2 separate regions of the Hordeum vulgare genome follow, and region 2 is linked to region 1. Evidence: chromatin contacts called from public Hi-C data. All regions are on one chromosome and are shown on one strand. Each heading gives the region's core, a stretch centred on a gene start, on an enhancer-like site or on the middle of the called end of the contact. The rest is flanking DNA. Distances are from core to core; before and after follow the strand shown. Region 1 holds the start of LOC123429816 (beta-hexosaminidase 2-like). Region 2 holds the start of LOC123429817 (ethylene-responsive transcription factor ERN1).

The links. A called contact is a pair of places that touch in the nucleus more often than the background predicts.
Region 2: a contact with region 1 is called in a Hi-C map of leaf, with 5 times the contacts expected there. The contact joins the promoter of LOC123429817 here to the promoter of LOC123429816 in region 1. A contact is called at or near these places in 2 of 6 Hi-C or Micro-C datasets (leaf and seedling).

The regions. Positions count from the first base shown.
Region 1 is chr2H:145,976,194-145,982,039 of MorexV3_pseudomolecules_assembly, reverse strand. LOC123429816 (beta-hexosaminidase 2-like) reads right to left here and starts at 1,323. Exons shown (of 2, transcript XM_045113801.1): 1 at 453-1,323; 2 at 1-333. The coding sequence starts at 1,260.
Region 2 is chr2H:146,336,616-146,343,042 of MorexV3_pseudomolecules_assembly, reverse strand. LOC123429817 (ethylene-responsive transcription factor ERN1) reads right to left here and starts at 4,389. Exons shown (of 1, transcript XM_045113802.1): 1 at 2,783-4,389. The coding sequence starts at 4,086. The coding sequence ends at 3,181.

The sequences.
Region 1 (5,846 bases), core at 74-2,573:
CCACGTGCGGGTGCACCGCGCGGACGTACCGCTCCAGGAGCTGGCTCAGGGTGCCGCCCTTCTCCATGTCCGCCTGGATCGACGGGTCCGTCTTCCAGCATCCCGGCGTGACCTCGTCGGCGCCGGCGTGGTAGAAGCCGTCCGGGAACATGGAGGTGATGTCGTTGATGATGTTGGACATGACCTCGTACGTCTTGGGCTCCAGCGGGTTCAGCTGGCCGGACCCCGGCTCCGCCGCCAGCCTGCTGCCCCAGTCGCTCGCGTCCGGCAGCCAGAACTTGCCCGCGCACGACACCGCCTCTGGGTAAGCGCCGGCCCACGACGCCGTGTGGCCTGAAATGACCACAAGAGATTAGATTAGCCCCTTCATCAACTGGGCCGTATTACCTTAGAAACTGGGCCGTGTCAGCACAATATTGCTTAAAGGGCCGAATAGCGTGCTTATAAATTACCCGGTGCGTCTATCTCCGGCACGACGCGGACGCCGCGGCTCATGGCGAACTCGACGATGCGCTTGACGTCCTCGACGGTGTACCTCATGTCCTCACCGTACGCTCCCATCTCCGCGAGCATTGGCTCGGACGGCAGCTCGATGGGGAACGACTGCGAGTCCGTGATGTGCCAGTGGAACACGTTCATCTTGTTGGCCGCCATGGTGTCGATCGTCCGCAGGATGTCCACGACGGGGAAGTAGGTCCTCCCGGTGTCGAGCATCAGGCCACGGTGCTGGTACAAAGGCTTGTCCTCCACGCGCACGCCGGCGGCCACCAGCAGCTCCCCTTGCCGGCCCCTCCACGCGAGCTGCGAGAACGACTCCAGCCCGTGCATGGCGCCCCACACCGTGGCCGCCGTGACGGTGGCCACGCCCGTGGGGAGGATCTCCAGCGCGTAGGACTCGTCCACGCCGTCCTGGAGCGGGGCGGACAGGTCGGACACGGACACGGACAGGCTCTGGAGCGGGGGGCCCCCGGCGGTGACATTGACCGCCGGCCGGACGATGGGCCTGTACCTCTCGGCGAAGAGCAGCGCGGTGTAGCGCTGCGCGGCGGAGACGAGGTATGGGTTGTTCCCGGACGTCCCGAGGATGCGGAACGACGCGGACACCGGCATGGCGGCGAGGGGCTCCGCCCAGGACATGGACGTCGGCTTGGGCCAGACATTGACGGGGAACGACGACGATGCCTGGGCGCGGGACGGCAGCGGCGAGCTCAGCAAGGACAGGAGCAGGACGGCGGCGAGAAGGCCCTTCTTCGCCGCCATTTGTGGTTTGGCTCGAGCTGCTCTGTGCCGCTGCAGCGTATGATTGGCAGATGGCTTGATGGATGGGTGTATGCATCTATGTGTCATTCGATTTATATAAGGCATAGCTTAGCTATGTGATTAACGGCATCGCTCGGCGTGTTGTTGTCATCTACGCGCGCTTATCGCAAGGCTCCAAGTGGCTTTTTCAGGGCGCCTTGGCTCTACCGTTCGTCCATTTCTGAAAACTACGGTTTCGTGGCGTTTTATCTCATACTGTATCTACGATGCCGGCGTTCTGGTTTATGTATGCCGGGCAGCCTGCGATAAGTACACGTTTTCTATTGGGTTCCTTTGGCCCAAAAGATGTAGTGGAACGGCTGTAACGGCAGTAATAGTTTATTACTGTTGTACTCCTACAAGGCGGACGTAATCAGACAGTGTACGGCCTGCTGATTGTATTGTAAGATCCTAGGTAAACACGGTAACACGTCGGTTTATTTTAATGGTGTCGCTGGTGCAGTAGCGCTCGAGCGCATTACGCATGAGCCATATGGTGGCAGACGAACCAGGGTTGGCTTTTTTTAGCGGAAGTACTTCACGGACGATGTTTTCTTTATATAAAAGGGCTCCTTCCTGTTCTACTTTTTATTAACTAGTTCAAATGCCCGTGCGTTGTACCGGGCAAGAAAAAAATATAATCTGCTTGTTGTGTTATTATGCGGCGTTAATTAAAATAAATATGTATAATAATGTTAAATGTTTAGGTACTACTTACATAAAAACTGGATGAATTTTTTTATAATAGTTAAATTTCTAATTTGTTGTAAAAGACAAATTGTTATTTTTTTAAAAGGATCTTTTTATTCTGTGATAATAATTTTTTTGATTGGAAATGACATTTGTGTCTACAACATAATTTCCATAAATACTTTTTGAATAATAGTTTTTTATTGTTTTTTGCGAAACTTGCTTCATGTGTTATTGTGCATCATTTTTTATATGGATTTTTAATAATTGTTGATGATAAGATTAAATGTTAATTTTTTAAAAAAAAATTGATGTATGCATAAAAATTGTAATATTTTTTAAGAAGTATTGTTTTTATGAATTTTCAAATTTTGTTTGAAAAGGAATATTTTTAAAATAAATATTTTTTTGAACATTTTATGAATTTTGGGCTTGGCCCAAACGACTTGCACTACAATAACAATTGACGCTATTAAAAAAAGGCATTCTCGTTTGGTAATTTTATGCTGAGTTTCTGCATGTTTTGGATAAGGTGAAAACCTCTGATATTATGCTAGGATGGTTCAGAGGGGGTTTGTCAGATGAGAGCATGCACAACTGGAGACGAACTCTTAAAATGCTTGAATTTCTTGATATGATGGGTTCCAACAACAAGCCTATGTTGGTAAGGCTGAACAAAGAACATCCAAGATTTGTGTTTGGAAAATCTGGTACGAAGTTGTATCTTCTTGTCAGTATGTTGTGTAAATTTGGCATTCAGATAGATAGCTTGCTACAACTGTTTGGCCAGTGCCCATGGGTTCTAAACATGAAGTTTCCGCAGAAATCAGTGATTTTTTTTTACTCGGATAGAAATGGAGGCATTCGACATTGCTCGGGTTGTCTCCTCATGCCCTGAAATTCTTGGTGCTGGTTCTTGTCAGAGTGCTGCTACTGTGTTGTCTACCATGAACCTGTCTGCTGAGAAGTTATGCCCTCCTCCTTCGATGAGCACCCGCACGGAGCAGGGTCAGGACCTAATGGTGCCGGCTGAGGCGCGAGAAGGTGTGCAGGAAGGCCGCGGCCGCCGCCTCGTCCTCGCCTCAAGAGAGCATGTCGATCGTCGCCCCGCCCCGGGCAGGACGGGGAAGATGCGGTCAGCCAGCCAAGGCCAGCACGGAGGCCGACAAGGCGCGCATGAAGGCCGCGATTATCAGATTAGAACAACACCGCGCAACTAATAATCCATGCATGCCAAATTGATTTGAAGAACAGGACAGACCAACCTCCACGGAAAAGGGACCAAGCTATAGTGTGATATCTTTCCGCTGGTGCTCCTTGGTTGGTAGTGATGGTCCTCCCCAAGTCCTCACTCACTTGCAAGCTGCTGCAAAATGACACATTTGTAGGTTGTTTCTATTTGCTACAACAGTTCCTATTGCCTAATGAAAGCTACAAGGAGGGCATTGTCCACTCAAGACAATCATATTCCAGGTCAAATTGAAACATTAATGCTTCTGAACCTTATATGAAATTAGTATTTTTCACATAGAAAGAGGTCTGATACGAACATAAGTATTTTTCACATAGAAAGAGGTTTGATATGAACATACCTAGTTTTCAGTGGAACATATCTCGTATTGCCACATAAAAAGGATGAAAATAACTAAACATGGCAACTGTCATGACTTCTAAATTGCTACAACTTCCTTTTGTTGGTGTATTGGGTATGAGTAAGAAGTTAAGTCTGAGAAGACATCAGAAAATGAGAGGAAGAAATAGAGTAATAGTATTAAAATTGCACGCACCCCTTATAAAAGTAAAACTTACACTTTCTCTTGCCTTGGCACATCAGAATGCATCACATAACCAATTAATGCCAGATTATTTCTTAATCGGTTGAAACATTCCTTTGTAGGCCTAATCACCTGTCTAACTAATGGCAAATTAGCATTATCCAACCAGGAGGTTGTTTGAATGAACTGTCATATACATTCTTCACATGATGGTTGCGTCAGAGCAGTGTGTAGTTTGAGGACAGGGGAGAGCATCATCAATCTCGTGGCCGCCATGTTCGCGTGCTCTTGGTGGGGGAGGGGGGCATGGTTGATGAATCAGCTATATAATTTCTCCAATCACATACATATAGCAAAGCTTTCACAACTATGAGAACTTGGAGCATACTCTAAAACATGACGAAGTACCATGTTATTCAGAAGAAGTAATGATAATACCTAACGCTGAAAGGCTGTGCAGGAAGAGATCCTACAAGTTCGCTGGATCAGGTTCCAGAATCACTTGTTGTTTGTCAAAAGAGCATGGCCAGGAACCAGTGATCGGTTCGAGCCTGAGCAAGCAAAAATAAAAATGTGTGGTGGAACAAGATGATGTTATGAAGTAACCTGGAACTGGGTGTGGCACCGGAGTCTGTTGGGGTTGTCGTCGTACCGACTGTCGTCGGGCCTCAAGCTCGGCTCCACATAGCTTCATTCAATTCAACAGAGAGCGTCATGTTAGCATGTCAGAAATGGGGGCAAACGCATTGTCTCAATTACAAGCATCAAGTACGTACTATTCAGTAACTCGTTGTTCTGAATTGTACTGCATTTGCAAATGTGCATTGGTTGAACTTGGATGGATAATATGCAGGGTACTCACGTGACGTTCCACGGCTCGGGTCCCATCACCCGGAGGAAGGTGAGGGGGTTCATCGTCCCGCCGCCGACCTGGGCGATGGATTGATTGGGAAAATCAAGAACCATCATCGTATCTATGAGCCATTGATGCTGCCTGTGAAAGAAAGTACCCGAGCTTCAGACCCTCATGCTTCTGCATACGACTATATGCCTCAATTGCCTCGTTGGCAAGTCCATTCCGCGCGGAGCGCACATGCGTGGAGCTTCGCCTCGGAGGCGTGCGCCGACGCCGCATGGATGAGCGGCGGGAAGGTGAAGGCGTCGGGGCGGAAGGGGTGGACGCGGCGCACGATGTGGCGGAGGAGCGGGATGTCGAGGCGCGGGAGGGCGGCACGGGCGATGGCGGCGATGAGGGTGTTGGCAAGGAGGAGCGGCGGCACATGGAGCTGCGGGTCGAGGTTGTGGAGCTGGCTAGAGGTCACCAGCACCGCCTTGACGCCACGCGGCAACGCCGACGCTGGCTTTGGTGTTCGTGTTCCGGGGACAGGCGCGCGCGGCGGATGTCTTTCTCTCCCCTCTGTGATGTCCAGCAGCCGTAGCCCCCCGCCTCTCCGCTTCCGCTGCGCCGCCGCCTCTGTCTCCCTCAACGCGTCAACCACCGCTTGATTTGCACGGGTGGGGAAGGCGCACGGCGAAGGGGCGTTGGCGGCGCCGCGATGGGTGCCGGCTGCAGCGGGCGGGGGCGGTGCGCAACAACACGGGGCATGGGCCGGCTGCGGCAGGGCCCGGCGGGGGACGGCTGCGGCGGCGCGTGGCGAGGGATGGGACTGCGGCGGGGGCGGTGGTGGAGATGCGCCAGAGGTTGAGATGCAAGGCAAGGTCAATTGACTTATGAGAGGACCGCGGATTGAATACCAAGAAACATAGGGACTTTTTTGCAAAATAGCCAAGGACGTACGACACAAGCACTACGTGCTTTATTATTAGGGAGATGAAGCAAAGAAGAGACAAGGTTCAACAAACATCTCTACATCGGCGGCATCTAACAAACTATCCTTCCGTCCCATAATATAAAAACGTTTTTAGTTACTAGCAAAAGAGCCCGTGCGTTGCAACGGAAGAGAAAATAACACACGCTCTGAACGCAATATATTTTCACATGGCATCACATTTGTGTTGCCGATGATGGCCTTAGTGCTCACACAACGAAAACGCGTTTGAATGTATAGTCACTCGGAATAA
Region 2 (6,427 bases), core at 3,140-5,639, 360 kb before region 1:
AAAAAATCTTTTTGGCAGTTTCATTCCGTTTGGACTCCGTTCAAAATCCTCCTCTAAAAGGGGTAAAAAACATGGAAAAACAGGAACTGACACTTGGCACTGAGTTAATAAGTTAGTCCCAAAAAATATATAAAAGGCATACAAAACATCCAAAGTTTGACAAGATAATAGCATGAAACCATAAAAAATTATAAATACGTTGGAGACGTATCAGCGGCGTCTGTGGATGCCTTCTCACCTCCTTGGAGGCACCGTTGAGGAGTTCCCTTCCTGCACACCCTCGGATCCAGTTCTTCGGATGAAAACCTTAGGCCCAGTTGGGTTGGACGACGGCGTCGGGATCGTCGCTTCCTCCTTGGGTGCGTCGTCTTGAAGAGCTTTCGATCTCGTTTGCATGCTTCATGGGCTGGACGCTCGTGGCATTGCGGTCGGTTGGGCCCGTCCAACAATGTGGATGATCTGCGCGGATTCTTCTGTGGCAACGATGGACGCTTCAAGAGGAGTAGGAATTGCTGCTGAGTTCTGGTAGTCGGTCTCATTCGGCATGTTCGAGGGGTCGTCGTGCTTCTCTTGTCTTCTGAAGTCGAAGCTGTTTGAGGAGGAGCTTTGTGGTGACGATGATGTGAGACGGATGGTCGGTTTTGACGCTGGCTCGGCGCAGATTCATCACTACTTATCCTACAATGCTCGTCGACGGATCAAAGCTGCATGGTCGCTCGCGCTTGTGGTGGACTGTTTGGCGTTGTCCGACGCAGGCCTCTGCGCTCGTCTGCGGTAGAGGCTACATCGATGGTCGTCGATTGTGAAGTCGGAGTCGCCCTTGCGGAGGTGTGATGACGATGACGCCGGATTGCAACCTCGACGGAGCTCATCCCCCTGACGGCGTGTGTGCGTTCTTGCGTAGCTTGCCAGGTCGCCCTATGTGCCTGTTTTGGCGGACGCGTTATAACGGTTTTAGCCCGGTTTTTCGTTTATTAACCGGGCAACTCCCTTCGACCTTTTTTTATTGGATCGGGCCCTAAGGGACTGCGTTTAAAAAAAAGGTCTCATCCGCCGAGCGCGGTCATCCCCAAATCACTAAATGTTGTACATTTTTTGTATTCTCGTGCAAAAAAAATTAATACACGTTGAACATTTTTTAAATACTCGTTGCACATTTTATCAAATGCTTTTTAAAGATTTTTTTTATTAATACATATTAGACATTTTTGATACATATCGAACATTTTTTTGAATGGTATGAAACATTTTGTATGTTACATGGATATTGTTTTACATCATACTAACATGTTTTCAAATATCACAGACATATTTTGAAACTTGTGATCATTTTTTAGTTGTCACTTTAGTGGTACGAATCATTTTTTTAAATCTATACTAAAAAATTTAGTGTTACGAAGCATTTTTTAGAATTTACACTAACAGTTTTTTCAAAACGCGTGAGCATGTTTTATGTTACGAGCACTTTGTTGGATGGTACGGTGATTTTGTTTTTAAATGCAAACATTTTTAATTGTGAAATTGTTTTATAAAATTTCACAAACATTGTTTTAAACGGGTGAACATTTAAAATTGGATGACCAAAGTTTTACACCGCGTTATTATTTTCGAAATGAAAAGTCAAATACATTAATTTTCTGAGGTATATGTATTTTTCATATTTTGAAATATGACCAAAACTTAAAAAAGGAAAATAACGTGTGTTGTGTCTGCCGAGGCTGGTTCATTTTAGGAGTGCCACGCCCTCCGAATCCATCCTAAAATTGCTCCCCGTGTTGGCCGAAGTCATGAGCTAGTGAGCGATTCACCGGTAACTGGTGCTATGGGCGATACATATTATCCCAGATCACTTATTGGGCCGTAAAAAGGGAGGGAAACTTGCTGGGAATCCAGCCATTTCCTGCGCCAATTTTTATACACAAGACCCAAAATTAGCTGACACCGCAGCACCAGCTTGCGGTAGTTAGAGAGCAGCTGTTCCTTTGTCACGTTGCCCTCTGACTTGTCAAGCGAATAAAGCACTGCCCATCTATCTCGACCTCCCAACGCCATCGCTTCCAACTCAGAACATGATCAAGCTTATAATTCTACAGATTACGTACTTACAAGTTAGCTGAGCACACAGCACCACTCTCTCACTCAACCGCAGCTGCTGCCCTCGTTCCGGAGTGCACTGAACTTGCCCCGGAGTTGAGTGTGGCTTGTTCCATTATCTAAGGAAGAATTGCTAGTGAATTGTTGCCGCAACGGACTACGCTGCCACCTACCGAACTTAAATTACTTTCTTCTTGTCCTGATATGTGTGTTTGTTTGTGTCAGTAGCAGCAATGCTGAGAGTGGAAACTGACAGTATTTTTGCTGTTGTGGAGCTCAACGCCCTCCAGCTGTTACTGAACCAGTGACTCCGATAAGTTGGGTTTTGGACGGGCGTGCTCGTTTTCCCTTCCATACTAATGCTAGTGGCTCTGTGGATGTGACAGACCATTGGAGGTTGGGGGGTTCAGCCAGTGGTTAACATCGTTAGCCAACCATATGGAACCAAGAACCAATGAACAGGCGATTGCTTGTTAATTTTCTATTCAAAACCTTTACAATTTCAACTAACTGATTGATGAATGGCAAATGCAGGAAGGAAATCTTGCGGTATTTCAGCTCGCCTCATTTGATCAGACACCGACAACACGAGGATTCGTCATCCATTGCAGCAACGAGCCATTGCTCGAGGTTTCCGGCAAGCAACACAGCCATCTGATGGACAACCACATTGACACTAGCAGAAAACTGTAGCAAAACATGCCGTTCTCTCATCTATGGCTGAACAAATCTCGAGAACTGAAACTACACCATGGCTGAACAAATCTCGAGAACTGAAACTACACCATGGCTGAACAAATCTCGAGAACTGAAACTACACCATGGCTGAACTAGCTACGTCATGAAATTCAGAGTGGTCTGCTAAACCACACGACAAATTTGGAGCATTTTGCACACAAAAATGCATCGAATGGAGAACATATTTGAAATCTAGAACACTACCCCCTTCCTCTTTACACTGCACTGCCTGGCGACACCAAAAACCAAGTTGACATGCATACACACATACATCCGGGGCCATTTCCCCCAACACCCAGGAGGCAAAAGAGCAAGAACGACGACGGGGTGAAGAGCGAAGAAGCCAGGCTACTGGCAGAGCGGCGAGAGATCCCACAGCGGGTCGCCGGCGGACGCCTCGAACACCTTGTCGAAGTACTCCTGCAGGCCGTTCATGGCGTACAGGGACGCCGAGATCCGCCGCTCAACCTTCATCCGCTCGAACTCCACCATCCCGGACGCGCTGGTCTCCTCCGGAGACGCGGCTGGTAGCGTGCAGGCATCGACGGCGGCGAACCCGTCCAGCGCCGGGAACTGGCCGAACGACGACTCGAACATCCAAGACTCCAGCTCCTCGGCACCGGCGACGGGGGCAAAGTCCGGCCTGTACACCTCCCCGCCGCCTTGCTTCATGGCGCCGTCGCAGCTGACCGCGCTGCTGCTGCTACTGCTGCTGGCGCCCCCACAAGCGCCACCATCCATGCTATTGCTGTTGCTGTTGCTATTGCTATTGCTGTTGCTGTTGCTTGGGGCGTATGTGGCGGGAGCGGCCGGCGTGGAGGAGGGGCCGGGGATGTTGGCGGAGGCGGCGGGCAGCCTGGCCTTCTTGAGCTTCTTGTGGTGGAGGAGGCCCCGGATGCGGACGGCGAGCGGGCAGTCCGGGGAGATGCGCGGGGCGAAGTTGGTGCGCGCCTCGGCGCCGCGGAGGAGGCGGGCGGCCTCGTCGTAGGCGCGCGCGGCGGCGTCGGCGGTCTCGAAGGTGCCGAGCCACATGCGGATCTTCTGCGTGGTGTCCTTGATCTCGGCCACCCAGCGGCCCGACGGGCGCTGCCGGACGCCGACGAACTTGCTGTGGCTGGTGCTGCCCTTCTTCCGGCCCCGCGGCTTGGTGGGCTTGGCCTGCACGGCGGCGGCCTCCTGCTGCTGATGCTGGTAGTAGTAACAGTAGTCCTGCAGCTGGAGCACCGCCGGCTGCACCTGGAAGTGGAGCTCCATGTCTCTGGCTTAAGTGGAAGTTGGAGGAGGTGTGAGAGGAGGACAGGAGACAGGTGTCTGTCTGCAGAGTGTTTGCCCTGGTTGCTTGGCAAATGGGAGGATTTATAGGGGCTTTGGGAACGGTTTGAAATTTTCAGATAGGAGTAGGAGGAATGTATGGGCAGTGATCCTGCCCTCTCGTGTGGGGTTACTTTCAGGGCTGGTCAGTCAATCATGGTCAAAGTGGAGTTATTGATCGTGGCATATGTATGTTATTATGTTACTCTACTCTGCCTTGGGATGTCATGTTTGTTTGTCTCTTCGGTTTGGTTTGTTCCATATATTGTCAGCAAGGAAAGTAGCAAATGCAGTGGTTTCTCTTTCTGTATTTTACTTCAGTTTAGCTGCACGTCACTCGCATGGATTCAAATTTGGATCAGTTGTATTTTATTTTATTTTTGCGGGAAGGATCAATCTTTTTTTAGGGGGAATGTCGCGTGGAGCGCCGAGGCTATAGACGACGGCGCCAGTTCGAGCAAAGCGAGGACCGGAGACGCCGGCAAGGCCTTGGACAGGAACGAGCCTCAGCCGGCAATGAGACGGCGGAGGTGAGTCCGAAGATTGACGGGTGCGGGCTCATCCAAAAGAACTTGTGGTCGCCAATTTAAAGGGATGGCCAAGACCACATGTGCACGACGGTAGGCGGCGATGAATGTGAAGGCCGTTGCAGCGAGGATGGCGCATCATCGGCCGCGGGCGACGGAGGCATGCGATTGGGCCGGTGGTACATGGGAAGGTTTCGGGGATGAACAAGAGGGCGGGAAGCTTAAGAAATCGATCTGGCCATTCATCTTGCATCCGACGGCTCATAACAAATCGACTGACTCAATGTTTTTTTTTCAAGCGACTTAGACTTAGGTTCTGTTTGGAACAATAATAGATTATGATAGTCTGGATTACGAAGATAGATTATATAATCTGGTTTATAAAAATAATTTAGGTGGACATGCTTGGAGGCTAAATTATATAAACTGTAATCCAGATTTTACATTGCTTAATGACCTGTCTGATCTTTGTTTTTTTCTAAAGAGGAGGGTGGCGGTGGTAGAAATGTAATTATCTTCAACTTTACAATAGTAATGGATCATTAGCAATCCATAATCTAATTTTAGCTGGGATAAAATAGATTATGAGTTTTTAATAATCTGTTCATCTAGTTTTTTATAATCTATATTATGATTTGTCCTGTTTGAAGACATAATAGATTATACAAATTGAATTATATAATCTGAATGGTTTCAAACAAGACCTTAGCCACGTCCATTTTAGTCACGTCCTCTTGTTGTGGAATCACTAGGTTGAGAGATTGGTGGCCGCGGTGTATGACCACACCTTTCAAGACAAAGTTAGTGCACCACCACTATAAACGACCTCTTGTATTTTCTGTGAATTTTGGTTCTTAAAATACTTGTTCGGTTAATGGTACGTGTACTTGCCCTTTATATTTAAATAATTGACCCCAATACTCAAATTAGTTTAATACTAATTGTACCACAGCGAGTAATTTCATTTCACTTGGAGTTTAGACAGTACTCCCTCCATAAAGAAAGAAATACCCTCTTACTCACTCCGTTTATAAATATAAGTCTTTTTAGAATTTTCACTAATGGACTACATACGGATGTATATAGACATATTTTAGATTGTAGATTCATTCATTTTGCTTCGTATGTAGACTCCTAGTAAAATATCTTAAAGACTTATATTTAGGAACGGAGGGAGTATATTTTTTTATGGAGGGAGTAGAATGTATGTCATTTCCCACTTTCTTCAGTAAAGTCTGTACATGAATACAAACAAGTAAAAAATAATCCATGGCAATCTTTACCAAGAACATCCTCCCACATGACTAATTGAGTCAAGGGGTCTAACCCTCATAGGGATTTTACCGGTTCCTCACCAACATGGCACCGACTACTGAGTACTGACTCAACAAGCCGGCAACTAATTAAGCAAGCAAGATGCCTAATGTGACTGCCATCACAACATGTTCCCACCTTAATTAGCCAGGATGGAAGAGTCAAGGGGTCTACATCTCCTGGCGATTTACTACTAGTAGGTCTTCACCAGCATGCATGCGTCAGCCAGCCTAACCGTAAACTTTCGGGCCGCTGATTAGACCGGTTCGTCCTTAATCCGTGGTTATGTACTAGTCAAAACGCTCCAGAGACCGGGTCGAGAGCCTGCCATTTGGCGGGCTTCGAGGCAATGATGATAGTGGCGGGCGTCTGTACAAGCGGCTGAAAAACAACTTTTCAGCAACCGCGCCGCCTGGCTTTTGTTTTATGCATCGGAGTGGCTT